2 separate regions of the Mus musculus genome follow, and region 2 is linked to region 1. The links are chromatin contacts, called in public Hi-C maps. All regions are on one chromosome and are shown on one strand. Each heading gives the region's core, a stretch centred on a gene start, on an enhancer-like site or on the middle of the called end of the contact. The rest is flanking DNA. Distances are from core to core; before and after follow the strand shown.

Region 1 (6,961 bases), core at 2,855-5,354:
CCTCCCGAGCTGGACTGATGGTTAACAAACCGCAAAGGAGCTTTGGGCTCTCAATGCAAGGACTACTTCAAATAAGATCTGTCTGAGAAAGAAGCCTACTTCTAGCGTCCCAGAAGGACAGCAAATGAAGTGTGTCTATGTAAACACACACAGTGTTCCTTTCACCCTGACAGCCTTAAAAATGAAAGTAAAAGATTAAAATCAGTTCACTGGGACAGACTTCAACCGTTTTCAGGGAGACAAAAATATACACAGATGTATGTAAGGATGAGACAGAAGAAACAACTGTAGAATAAGGAAAGGGGAATTGTGGGGTAAAGGAGACAGTCTGAACAGCAGAACCTTGGGCGTGAAAAAGAGGAACACGCACAACAGGTCATGGATGGCTACCAGTAAAATAATCTCTCCAGTTTGCTCTGAGCACAGTCTAGCCCCAGCTTAGACGCACACACGGGCTTGAGCACACAAGCGCCATAGTGTCAGACGCTGATTCAGACCTCAGTGGAAAGTAAGGATCTTTTTTCTTAAGATACATACATACATACATACATACATACATACATACATACATACATACATACATAAACTCTCTGGAGACTCTAGTTAGCCTGGGCACGCATGAGCACTGCTGATTCTTTTCTGGCATATGAAGAGACCCCAGCCTAAAGATCATGAGTGAACAAAATCTTTTCTTTCTTTTTTTTTTTTTCTCTTTTGGTTTTTCGAGACAGGGTTTTTCTGTGTAGCCCTGGCTATCCTGGAACTCACTTTGTAGACCAGGCTGGCCTCGAACTCAGAAATCTGCCTGCCTCTGCCTCCCGAGTGCTGGGATTAAAGGCGTGTGCCACCACGCCCCGCTAGAGTGCACTAAATCTTAAGTAAAGGGGGAAAGCACAAACAGAAAAGATACCTTTAAGCATCACTAGAAATATTTCCCTTTATGTGACAAAGAAAAATTACACATGACTTAAGTCCAAAAGGGGGGAAACATCTTTAGCCAGCAATTAGCAATTAGACCCTGCTGGAAACGTATATGCTCCTTAGGATGCACCACTGTTGAATTTTAACTTTTAGACTAAACGTGCCAAGTCTTCACAAAAACTCAAAGTGGCTACAAAGAAAATGAAAATACTCAATGCGGTCAATGTAGGATTAAAGCCAGTGTTAATAGAAATTAAAGGGATAATGACACAGTTACATTACAGACAATTATGTAACCTGATACACAGGTTAAGTACGTTATAGAAGGTACAAAAACAACCTGAAGAAAAACTTAAGCAAGATTACAGCACAGCTCCCAAAGTTGAAAATGGAAGAAAGCAGTCATTCCTCCTCACTTACCATAGCGGGATTCAGAAAATGACTAAGCCAGTGGTGGTGATGGTCCAGAAGATGCACGGTCTCAGAATCTCTGCCTTTCACCCGGTTGCTGAGTCAAGACGATGAGATGGCACACAGATCCTATCTAATGAGGTCATTTTTAAGTTTACTTATGTATGTATGACATTCTCAACACACACATCCTATCACTTAAGGCATTACAAAAACTGTATTCATTGAACAAAACATTCCACATCCGACAACACATTGGGCACAAGTGGCAAGCAGAAAGAAATCTGTTGCCCTGAAATTCTGTCCTCTTCAAAACATGTACTGTACAGAGCTGGGAAAATGGCTCAGGGGTTAAGAGGCCTTGCTACTCCTACAGAGAACCTGGGTTCCATTCCCTACACCAACCTGGTGGCTCACAACAGCCTGTAACTCCAGTTCAAGGGAGTCTGACACCCTCTTCTGGCTTTTGAAGACACCAGGCACGCATGTGATGTACATACATACATGGAGGCAAAACACACACATAAAATACGATAAAATTAATTTAACGAATAAAAATGTGCGGTGTTGTCTTTCTGCCCTGCAGCATTCAAGGGGCTTGACAATTCATCCAGTGGGGACTTCTAGCTCAAGGATAAGAAGGTCACTTACGTCATTTCAGAGGAGCTCGGTTTGCATAAAAACCATATTGCTCTACAGAAGGAAACAGAGCATCTCATTTCGAACACATACCACCCACAATAAAATCCTGTAAGACTACAGTAAAGGCCATCCAGGATTAAGAAGCAAGATTAATTCTGGCTAAAGCACGAAAGGCTCTGTGAATGAGAGGCCTTGAAGGCTGGGGCAGAACTGGAGTTGAGACAACAAAATATCAAGAAAAAAGAAGTTTTCAGGCTGAGCAGTGGCAGTGCACACCTTAGATCCCAGCACTGGGAGGCAGAGGCAGGTGGATCTCCATGAGTGTGAGGTCACAATGCTCTATAAAGCTAGTTCCACGACAGCCAAGGCTACATAGAGAAACACCGTCTTGGACAACCAAACCAAAAAGAGGGGGAGGGAGGAGGAGGGGCGGGGAGGGGGGAGGAGGGAGGGGAGAGGAACAGGGGGAAGTTGTTTTCAGCACACAAAGCTGGGGCAGGGATGTGGGGAGGGGGGGGGGGCATGGCTCATGTTGGTCGAATACAAGGCAAAGGGAGACCTCCTGAAGATAAAATTCTCAAAACTGTAAAAAGTTAAAACTTACTGGGTATATGACAAAAAAGACACTTTAATGGAAGTAAACTATTTGTCTTCTAGATGGTATAGTGAAAAGATGAAAATATACCTCAGTCTAGTCCTCAGACACTTAATGCAATTTCCCTTACAAGAGGAACTTTTCAGACTTCCAGCCTGTGTGACTTCCTGGCTTTTATCTCTGCAGCACAGTTCCCTGACAGCCCACGCCAGCCTCCTTGGTAAGTGGCTCATGAACTACAGACCTTCCAGCCATTCATCAATATCAAAGACAAATATCCATTTAAGCTCAGGAGAGCTCCACACCTCATCAGCACTAATGCGTTTCTTAATTCAAGTGTCTACGCACACGTTATCTTTAGAATCACCTTGTTCTGCAAGACCTCACTTCATTCCGTGGTCTCGTCAACGTCCTGCACATCCTTTCTTCACTAACTCACTTAAGTCTGAGGACATGTGGCTACATGCCTTCTCCTGAGACCCGTTATAAGCAGAGAATGACCTGTCTTCCTCTGTGCACAGTGAAGAAGAAAAACAATCCACTCAAAGACTATGAAATACGGGAATTTCAGCAGAGGTGTGGTGCCATTTTACAGTTTCCATGCTCTGCTTTAAGAAGCTCTGGCCTTGATGTCAGAAAGGAAGGAAGGAAGGAGAAAAAGAGGGAGAGAGAGGGAGACAGACAGACAGACTGACAGTGGTGTAAAGTAACACTTTCTTCTTAAGTGTGGCACTAAGAAGAAATATTTCATTTGCTGTTTTGTTTTCTATTTGTTTTCTCAATAGTTTATTTTCATGCACTATACCTTGACTCTCACCAAGTAAAACACACACACACACACACACACACACACACACACACACACACACACACACACACACACACAAAATCAGGTAAAATATATATAGAAACTCACGCACTCACTGTAACAGCTCCAAAACACAGTCATCTAGGCAAAACCCCGGGTCCCTGGTCAAAGGCCTAGCTCTGACGGAGAGAGGGACAGCAAGCCAGTGCCTTCAGCTCAGACACTTCTTACTGGCTCCTTCCAGTAGTTAGCCTCCATTTCTGGGTCACTGTCCTCGCCCCCACTCCTAACCGCAGTCCCGCCCAAACCACCTTCCGGACAAAACCCGTGAGTCCCTGCCTATTGAGCAGGGGCGGGTGAGAAAAGAGGCCGTATCCCCACGCGTGGGAGCCAGACCTGCTGCGCCCGTGACGGCCACTTCGGGGCGCGCGACCGCGCAGGACACGTGCTCCGGGACCCTCGGCGCGCCTTCCTGCACTGCAACCCGGGGAAAAGCGACTTGCCAGGCCTCGGAGATGTTCGAGCAGCGGGAGCGCTAAACTGGAGGTGAACGGGTTCCGCTTTCGCTTTCCAGTTCCGTTTCCTTGGAGACTCAGTTTGGAAGGGCGGAGCCCGGCTGGGTCGGTCCCTTGGCGCCTTTGAGGTACCTGTGCAAGATGCCCCAGGGGCATCTGGGCTTCTCTCCAAACTCATTCCTAGGCTTTGCCCCGTCTCTCCAGCGCATTCTCAAACCCGATCCCCGACACTTCCTTCCCGCCAGCAGGGTCCGCCCAGGCTCATCACCGGTGGAACGCAGAGCACATGAAGAAGGTACCCTGCTGCCCACAAAACTCAATCACTTGGCCGAATGGCCCTGGAGCCTGGGACACAAGAAATCTAGCCCAGTAAAATCAAAGAAATATAAAGGCAAAAGCAGAGCACGAACTCCCTTGTAAAGAAATAGAAACTGAAATTGGGAGATACCAATTTTCAACCGGTGTGCTCAAATTAGCAGATCCCACAAACCAGTTTAGATGCAAACATTTCTAAAGATTTGGACATCTCTCAGGGACTCAGAATACAGCTCCCCACATAAGCACTTTAGCTTGCCCTATTCCTGAAGCCAAGTCCCTCTGACCCCTTCCTGACTCTCTCCTGCATTTTTGTTGACCCTAAGCCAGTCACAGAAAACAGGATTCTTCTTCCCCAACGTTGGGTCATATAAAATAGACACCTCTCGTCCCAAACAAGCTATGAAACATACTCCCCTCTCTCTGAGGGAAGTCCCATTCCCGCATTAAGGAATGCTGCACAGAGCAAAGATGAATCCAGACAGGCTGGGATGGCTAATCTTGACTGTCAACTTGATTAATTTGGGAAGAGGACCTTCAACTGAGAAACTACCTCTGTACTGTAGGCATGTCTGTGGCATTTTCTGTCCTTTTTTCATTTTTTGGTTTTTCGAGATAGGATTTCTCTGTGTAACTCTGGCTGTCCTGGAACTTGCTCTGTATACCAGGTTAGCCTCGAACACAGGGATATCTGCCTGCCTTGGCTAGAATTAAAGGGGTGTACTGCCGCTATTGGAGTGTGGCATTTTCTTGATTGCTAATTTATGCAGAAGAGGTGAGCCTCCTGTGGGCGGTACCATCCTTAGGCAGGTGAAAGTGAGCAGACAGGAAGTGGTCAGCAGCAGTTCCGCCAGGCTCCTGCTTCAGGTTCCTGGCTTGCGCTGCTGTAACCTATAAACCAAAATAGACCTTGACCTTCCCAGGGTGCTTTGGGTCATGGAGTTTATCCAGCAATAGAGAGCAAACCAGAACAAGAAAGCGAACTTCTGTCCAGTCACAGTTCCCAAAGCTGTCCAATCTTTATCTACCTTGAGCATAAAAACTGTATTTTTCGGGCCTCTGGCTGTTTCTCTCGGATGACCTCTGTGTCACATTCAATGGTGATAAGCTATTAATAAAATTAGTATGCTGTTCTGATGCTCTTCTTCTTTTCAGTAGGATTGGTAGCCGTGACCTTTACCGTGACTAAGGTAAAGGTCTTCCTGTTCTAGCATTATCAAAATACAAAGACATGCAAGCGTGTAAATGTGCAATTATCCTCAAACTTAGCAGCTCTACTCTTGGAAGTTCCCTTCCAACACTAGTGCATGAGTGACCCCAAGAGGCCGGACAGAAATGAATATATGCTGCTTGTAGTGAGGAGTCCACTCAGCTCACCAATGAAAGGACCTACTTACATACTTGATGGTACTTCACAGCTATGAAGATTTTAGGACAGAATGAGATAGGTCTCCTCTCCATGTAATTATATAGTTCCTCAATTTATAGTTTATCTCCAGATCTTCCTGTCTCGGCCTTCAAAGTGCTAGGATTTCAAGCTGATGCCACCATGCTGACACATCCCCACTATGCCAATTTGAATGTCTAATAAAGTGTAATGAGAGCAAACAGAAAGAACACTTTTTTCCCCTATGTTTTGGATTGAAGCCAGTGCCTGTGCACGAGAGGCCAGCACTATCCTCCTGACTCCCTGCTTCCTACTCTATCAGCTTGCTTACACCCCCACATTTATGTTCTTGATACAGCATGGTGTCTTCCTTTCCTTTTGCTGCAATCAAATCCCTGGACATAATCAGGTTAATGGAGAAAGGGTTTCTCCTGGCTCACAGTTTCATCTGCAGGATGGCAGGAACTTGAGACAACCAATGGCACCACACCCACAGACAGGAGCAGAAAGCAATGGACTAACAACTGCTTAGCTTGATTCCTCCTCTCTTATGCAACTTATGCGACCCAGGATCCCTTGCTCAGAGAACAGCGCCACCACTATTATAACCACAGAGATGCAGTAGCCTAGACAATCCCTCACTGAAACGTTTTCTAGGCGATTCTAGCTACATTGTGTCAAATGTGTCGTGGTAAATTCCCAACCCAAATAACCCCGTGCAAAGAAAACACAACTCAATTAGTATGAATATAAGCTGCAGGCCTAGGTTGGGCAGATCTCCCACTGCACTACTCTATTCTCCAGCTGTGAGATCCCTTATAACTTGTGGGTTCCCTAAACCTCCTGCTTTTGCTCCATTTTCCTTCCAACTCCTCCTCCTCCATCATCCTCTCTTCTCTCCCTCTCCTCCTTCTCCCTAAAACTTTTTAGCTCCACCTTCCCTTCCACTGCCAATCACCTGCTCTAGCCTTTATTTTGCAAGTTAAAATGGGCAGAAAGCTCACAAAACGTTACCTGAGTATTTGATTCACTCCTTGTCCCAGGCAGCCCCTCTTGGGGAAGCAGAATTAGCATCAAAATACAAGCAGCACCAGAGCAATCCACAATACAAATTGGCAAAACTAAACTTAATATACGATCATAAAGACCCTTTCTAAAGTTTTAAAATATTGAAACAATGTTTGACATTTTCATAAACTGCATTCATGTTGGCAAAAAAAAAAAAAAGAATCACAAGATGACACTGTAAGAAGTTTCCCCTCTCCCTAACATACTTGGGAATAGAAAAAGGGAAATTTTCTTTTTTCCAAGTCTGATTATTTATTTATTTATTTATTTATTTATTACCCTTTAAGAGTTATTTTTGA
Region 2 (6,961 bases), core at 2,753-5,252, 71 kb after region 1:
ATGATGGGACGGCCTGACCTAAAAGTAATCGGTCGTATTCTGATTCACATTTTGATTTTTAACCCCTAGTTCCTGGATCCTGACTCTGAAGTACCTCTCTCTCAGGAGGTCATGTGACCTTCCTCCTCATTCCTGGTGGGAGGACTACCATAGACTGGAAAGGAGCACTCTCCATACATGGGCCTGCTGGGTTTCTTCACCGTCTTCCAGCAAGCAAAACTTTGAAGTAAAGCCTCGCCCTCACAAAGACCCCAGAGATCAGGGTTTAGGGAACTTCCAGGCAGCCAAACTCTAGAAGTTCTTAGAGATTGGAAGGCATGGGAGCTCTGAGTACTCACATACTCTCTGCATCTCTCCATCTGTGTCTTCTGGTAACTCCTGTCCAATAAAATAATAAGGCCAGTTTCCCTGTGTTCTGTAAGCCACTCCATCACATTAGTTCAGTGCATGGGGTGTGGTTCAACATTGCCCACCAGTGAGCAGTGAGCCCAGGAGCTCACTATCAGTGAATCTATCAGTGCCAGCTTGTTCTGCACATCTTGAGATGCTTTTTAAAGATAAATGTGTTGCTAAGACTGTAGGTGTAGATTACATGGGTTTAATTTAAGAATAGGGGTATTTTAGATATACACAGGTTTGTTCTAAAATTGATATGGGCTGACACTGATTCCCTAGCAAGCAATGTAAAAGTCAAATAAACACTGCCTTTTATTATTTGGAGTTTTTGTTTTTGGGTTTGTTTTTTTTGTTTTGTTTTTTGTTTTTTGTTTTTTTGTTTTTTTTTTTTTGGTGGTTTGGTTTTTGTTGCCTGGTCAGTTGGTTGGTTTTAGAAAGGACCACTTTTATAACCCAGCCTGGCCTTAGAACTAGGATCTTTCTGCCTCAGCCTCCTGAGTCCTGGCATTACAATCGTACACATCACATCCAGCCTAGTCATTCTGTTTATATTTACTCTTTAAATGAATGGGGGTCAGGAGGTGAAATTGCTGCTTATTCATAGACTTCTATTGCACATCAGAAAGTGGTTTGTCCTGAATACATTGCTCAAGCAATAAGATGTGTTGTGCCCTGTATACAGGACAGACATAAGATATGAACAGAGACACTCAACCTGTCTAGCCAGCAATAAAGGACCACAGGGCGGCACAACCTTCAACATATTGAACATTCCTAATCATTACCCAACAATTCCACTTCTAAGAACAGTTTTCTGTTTGTGAAACTGCATTCGGCAATAGACAACACAGCATAGCCATGTTCGAATAGTACTAGGAGAACAAATGACAACATGAATCTGGAGGTGAGCTGTGTGCTCATCCTTCAAAACTGAAGGAAGTATTGCTATGTACTGATATGAAAAGGTCCCCAAGCTATGGCAGATAAACAAGAGGAGCATACTACGGTGTGTCGTGGATACAATTACCTGTATGTCAAAATGCATATCAATGAATGTGTGAATAGCTATGTAGGAATATAAAGTCACAGCCAGATATGAAAGGACTCACATCTAACCACAGGCAAGGTTAACTATGGAGAGAGGGAGAGTAGGATTAGACAAGAGCCGTCTCAGTTTCCCCCTCATGGACACCTACATTGTTGGGTATTTTTTACTCCAATATGAATAGTGAAGCCAGGGTCCTTCTGAAGCTAGGCAAGCATTACACTGTGGGACCTAATCAGCAGCCCTTTCTCAGTGTGAAATAGGGTCTTGCTCTGTAGCCCAGGCTGGTCCCAGATTGCAATACTCTTCTCTTAAATTCCTGAGTGCTAGAATTAAAGGCATGTGCCACTGTTCCCAGTTATGAAATTATTTTAAAAATAAGATTGGGAGGGGGCTGTCATCCTAGGGTTTCATGTAGCCCAGAGTACCCTCACATTTGCTGTGCAGCTTTTCTGATGGTCCAACCCCCACCTCCTAACTGCTGGGACTATAGGTGTGTACAGCTGTGCACCACCACACCTGTGTCACACAGTGCTGGGGTTGATCTCAGGGCCTCAAGCATGCTAGACAAGCACCAGCTGGGCTGAATCTGCAGCCCTCATGTATTTCTTTAATTCTCTCTCTCTCTCTCTCTCTCTCTCTCTCTCTCTCTCTCTCTCTCTCTCTCTCTGTCTCTCTCTCTCTCTGTCTCTCTCTCTGTCTGTCTCTCTCTGTCTCTCTCTCTGTCTCTCTGTCTCTGACTCTGTCTCTGTCTCTGTCTCTCTCTCTCTCTCTCTCTGTATGTGTTTGTGTTTCCCCCCCCCCCAAAAAAAACCTGTTTGTAGTGTTCCACATGTAGGCTAAAGGAAGCCTGCCTCCAGTTGGTTCTGATTAGGAAATAAAGTTGCCAACAGCCAATGGCTGGGCAGGGAGACAGAGGCGAAGTGTTTTTTGTTTCATTTATTTATCTATATTTATTGTTTGTTTGTTTGTTTGTTTTGTTTTTGAGACAGGGTTTCTCTGTGTAACAGTCCTGGATGTCCTGAAACTCACTTTGTACACCGGGTTGGCCTCAAATTCACAGAGATCTGCCTGCTTTTTGCTCCTGAGTGCTGAGATTAAAAGCAAGTACCACCATGCCCAGCTGAGACGAAACTTTTAGATTTCCCAGACAGGAGATGAAGGGAAGAGGAAGGAGAGGATCGTCACGATAAGGAAGCAGAAAGATCAGACTTAGGCCGGCCAACATGTAAGAATCTGGGAAAGTGGCCCCAGGGGCCACTCCCCCAATTAGGTCTGATAAAATATAGATTTAGCAAGTATTAACTCAAGAATACTGGAGGGGAGTGTGTGCTAGCCACAGGGAGGTTTGGAAGTGCCCTGCCACTGAGCTAGTTAAGCATATTAAAATATAAAGTGTAGAGGGGGAGAGGGAGAGGGAGAGAGCTATGTGTGTGTGTGTGTGTGTTTGTGTGTGTGTGTGTGTGTGTGTGTGTGTGTGTATTCAAGTTCCTATGTGTGAGCTCCATTGACTCTACAGAGGCAGAGTCTTTCATTGAAACTAGAGTTCACCCATTCCAATCAGTGCTGCACATTCCCTGTCTCTGCTTCCCAAGAGTCAGGGTTGCAGGCAGGTACCACCTCTGCCTGGCTTTTCTGTGGGTTCTGGGAATCTGGCCTCAAATCTTCACACTTGCACAGGAAAAGCAAGTGCTTGGCCCACTGGGGCATGCCCAAGCCCTGGTACTTATGAAATGCAAGATACTGCGGTCATGTACCCTTGCACATGGTGGGTGTCTTTGTGCGTTAGATTAAATTGCTGCCAACCTGTAGAGAACTCTTATTGTTGTCCATATAAAACACAGCTCTTACTTCAAAGGGAGCAGGAGTTTATTCTTGAGCCAAATATGTGTGACCACAGCTCCCCACCGGGAATACAGATTCAGTTTGCTCCAAATAGCATGTTCTAGTGTGGAAATCGTTTTTATGAAGTTTTTATAATTACAGGATAAAAGAAAGTCACAAACGAACACACTCTGCAAATGTATTGCAAGGGCGCGGGAGGTAGGCAGCTTACAACAGAATGGAGACATCTCCGCTACAGATTTCAGACTATGTAATGACAGCCTTAGCTTTTGGGTTCATGGAAACTAATGGCTTGTTAAAACATTCCAAAGGGTTAACCTGATAATCACAGGATGTTAGAAGTGATGTTAGAAGCCATTAAAGGGACTAAAGATTTGGGATCTGAATCTGCAACATTCCAACGCTACAATTACAAATGTCTTAACAGTTATCAGCCTGTAGGATCTTTAACAAAAGTGTGGCTTTTGTTCTTTTCCTTTTTATAGGAACTTCAGGTCACACTGTTAGACTGTAAAACTAATTATTTTGTTTAGCTGAATCTCTACAGGAATGGTATAAAAGTTGTTAGTCTGAAATTTTCACTTTGTGGTTATTTTATTGGACACTTTAGATTGTATCATTTTTTAGGGATTGCTCTCAGATATTACTAAACAATGGTCTTGGCATGTTAGACCAAGGGAAATCTGGATCTTGTTAGTGAGTCATTGCCTTTGGCCCTGGTAAGACAAACATGAGCTTCAGAGGCAGAGGGCCTTGCCCTGCTCGCACATTGTGAGCAGGACGGATGGTAAAGGCTGCTATTGTTTCCTTATTGTTTTAGGTTTATTTTTTAAAGACTTGTTGGACCTCTTTTTCCCATCCCAGGCTCCGGCCTCCTGTGGCACTTGCACACTGCCTTTCTAGGATGCATGGCAAGCTGTCTGAGCCTTTGTCTAAAAGGCAAAGGCTACCCATAGCATTAGGGATTGTTTCTCTCCTTCCACCACATGGGATCCAGGTTGCTGGGCTTGGTGGCAAATACCTTTACCTACTAAGCCATATCACTGACCCTAAGGGCAAGTCATTAGAAGGTTGGCAGAGCTGAGTGAGTCCATGAAACCAGATGGACAGACAGGCTTGAAAAATGGGAAATCTCAGGGAAGCTCAGGTCGCACAATAGCCAAGCCATCCAGGCAATGGTGGCTCACCTGTACAACAGGGACTCTGTCTCTGTGATAAACTTAAGCTCTATCTGTTTTCTCAAACTTCCGTCTTGTGCAGGGCAAAGTGTGGAAGAAAGTGTCAAATAGATGATGTGCCCCCAGGCTGGCTGTCCGCAGACTCTGAGACATTAAGAGCCTGTATTTGAGAGATTCTTCAAGAGGTTGAGAGTAGTGAAACAAAATGGCGGCCTGCATGGAGGCAGTGGTCAAGGGCAAAGCCCATGTCTCAATGGAGATATAGTATCAATATTGACTTATTGGAGGGGCTGTAGGAAGACCAGGCACAGTTTTTAAGTCAGCCTTGCTTTTTACATAAGATTACTTATTTCTTTCTAAGAATCCTGTATCTTCTGAGTCTCAAGTTATCAAATGATCTTGTTTTGTTAGCAACCAAGAGCCAAATGCTGGAGATGAAGATGCTCTAAAGCACAGAGAAAGCGGGGCTGATGCGGGGCGCCTGGTGCAGCACTTGGGAGGTTAACTTTCGCTGCAAACAGGTGAAGGCTGTGAGTTTTACAAACATATTCCTCCCCCCAAAATCCACTAACATGTCACAAACTGCTTATATTTTTAAAGATCTAAAATGAAGTTTTTGGAAGCTAGAAAGTAGGCATGGATGGCAAACCACCTTAGGAGCTAAGAAAGCAAAACGTTATCTCCATGGCTAGTCTGAGACAATGAAGACGCTTACGAGTTAACGTTGAGGAGTCAACAGCTCATAGATCCACGTGATATCTCTGATCAACTTATCTCTTGATATTTTGTAAATAGAAAGGAAGATTACCAAAAAAACAGCACTGAAACTATTTCCCAGAATGCAGTAGAGGCAGCAGGAAGCAAGGATGCCCATCCCCAGCTGCTGCCAGCTTCAACAAAGAAAACTGATTCCTAGGTGGGAAAAGCAGGATGGACAGGCCCTCGGGACCAACTAGCCACGAGAAAGAGGAGACCTAAATAAACAAAATCAGAGATGAGCTCGGAAACAGTATGAGAACAGAGAAATTCAGAACATCGTAAGGGAATATGGCCATGGTCCAGCGCAAGCCCATGCATGCAGGAGCATGTGGACCGGGTGATGGGAACTTGGGTAGGTGGGAAAAGGGGTGGATCTGGTTAGACCTGGAGGAGAGGTGAATATGATCAAAGTACATTCGACACACTTCCTCTTTTTTTTTTAAGATTTATTTATCTTTATAAGAGTAAACTGCAGCTGTCTTCAAACACACACTAGAAGAGGGCATCAGATTCCCATTACAGATGGTTGTGAGCCACCATGTGGTTGCTGGGAATTGAACTCAGGACCTTTGGAAGAGCAGTCAGTACTCTTAACCCCTTAGCCATCTCTCCAGCCCTGAACACATTTCTTAAAGAACCAATCTAAAAGAAATACATGGGTTTCTAGATTCATCTGAACCATCAATGTTAAAACAGGAAGAGGTCAACGACCTAAAGAGACCCATAATCAATACTACTGAAGCAGTAATAAAAATCTTCTGAAGAGAAAAGTCTCAGGCCAGACACATTCACAGCATAGATAGATAGATAGATAGATAGATAGATAGATAGATAGATAGATAGATAGATAGATAGATAGATATAGAGAATACCCCCAAACTCCTTTGATGAAACCAATCTACTGATACAAAGCACTCTCCTGCCAAGACTAGGTAAAAGCACAACAAAAGAAGATGATCAATGTCCCTATTGAATGCAGATGCAAATATTCTCAAATAAATACTTGCAAACTGCATGCAGGCAAACATCTAAAGTACCATCTGTCATGACCAAGAGATGGTTCATACACATCAACAAATATAGCCATATAGATGGATTTAAAGACAACAATCACATTATCATCTCAGTAGATATAGAAAAGGCCTTTGGCAAGGTTCAACACATCTTCTTGATAAAAGTCCTAGAGAGAGAAGGAATGGGGAACATCCTTCAACAAAGTAAAAGCTATGTAAGATAAGCCCACAACCGACATCACCTAAATGGAAAGATCATAACACAATCCTACTAATATCAGGAATGAGACAATGTTGTCCACCAATACCACTGCTTCTCGATACACTGCTCAAAACACTAGCTGGAGCATGGAGCATGTGGACAAGAGAAGGACATTTAAGGGATATGAAAAGAAGAAATGAAAAGATCCCTAGTTGCAGATGATATGACATTATATGGAAGAGTTCCCATGAAGAAATGGCCAACACTTTCAGTAAAGTGGCAGAACACAGAATCAGGAAAAACAAATCAGTTGATCTCTCTATATAGCAATAACGAGCATGTTGAGAAAGAAATCATAGAAACACTCCTATTCACAATAGCCTCCAAAAAAATCTAGAAATAAATCTGAGGAAATGAAAGTCCTCAACAATGGAAACTGTTCATCTCTGAAAAAAGAGATTGAAGAAAACACTAGAAAATGGAAAGACCTCCCATGCTTGTGGATTGGTAGACTAATATTGTG

Evidence for each region. A called contact is a pair of places that touch in the nucleus more often than the background predicts.
Region 2: a Hi-C map of uterus shows a contact between it and region 1, with 4 times the contacts expected there. The contact joins the enhancer-like site here to the promoter of Rbm43 in region 1. A contact is called at or near these places in 1 of 39 promoter capture datasets (embryonic stem cells), 1 of 15 datasets of contacts at CTCF or cohesin (the NIH/3T3 cell line), 1 of 484 Hi-C or Micro-C datasets (uterus) and 2 of 9 other capture datasets (adipose tissue and pancreatic islet).

The regions. Positions count from the first base shown.
Region 1 is chr2:51,931,059-51,938,019 of GRCm38.p6, forward strand. Rbm43 (RNA binding motif protein 43) reads right to left here and starts at 4,105. Exons shown (of 5, transcript NM_001141981.2): 1 at 3,774-4,105; 2 at 1,342-1,465. The coding sequence starts at 1,344.
Region 2 is chr2:52,002,614-52,009,574 of GRCm38.p6, forward strand. No RefSeq gene overlaps it. Among named protein-coding and RNA genes, the nearest start is that of Tnfaip6, 32 kb to the right of the region's middle. Within about 2 kb of position 4,003, at least 40 of the 459 cell types and tissues checked have an H3K27ac peak or open chromatin away from gene starts, as enhancers often do. A contact at or near this core is called in the NIH/3T3 cell line and uterus, where this site is marked.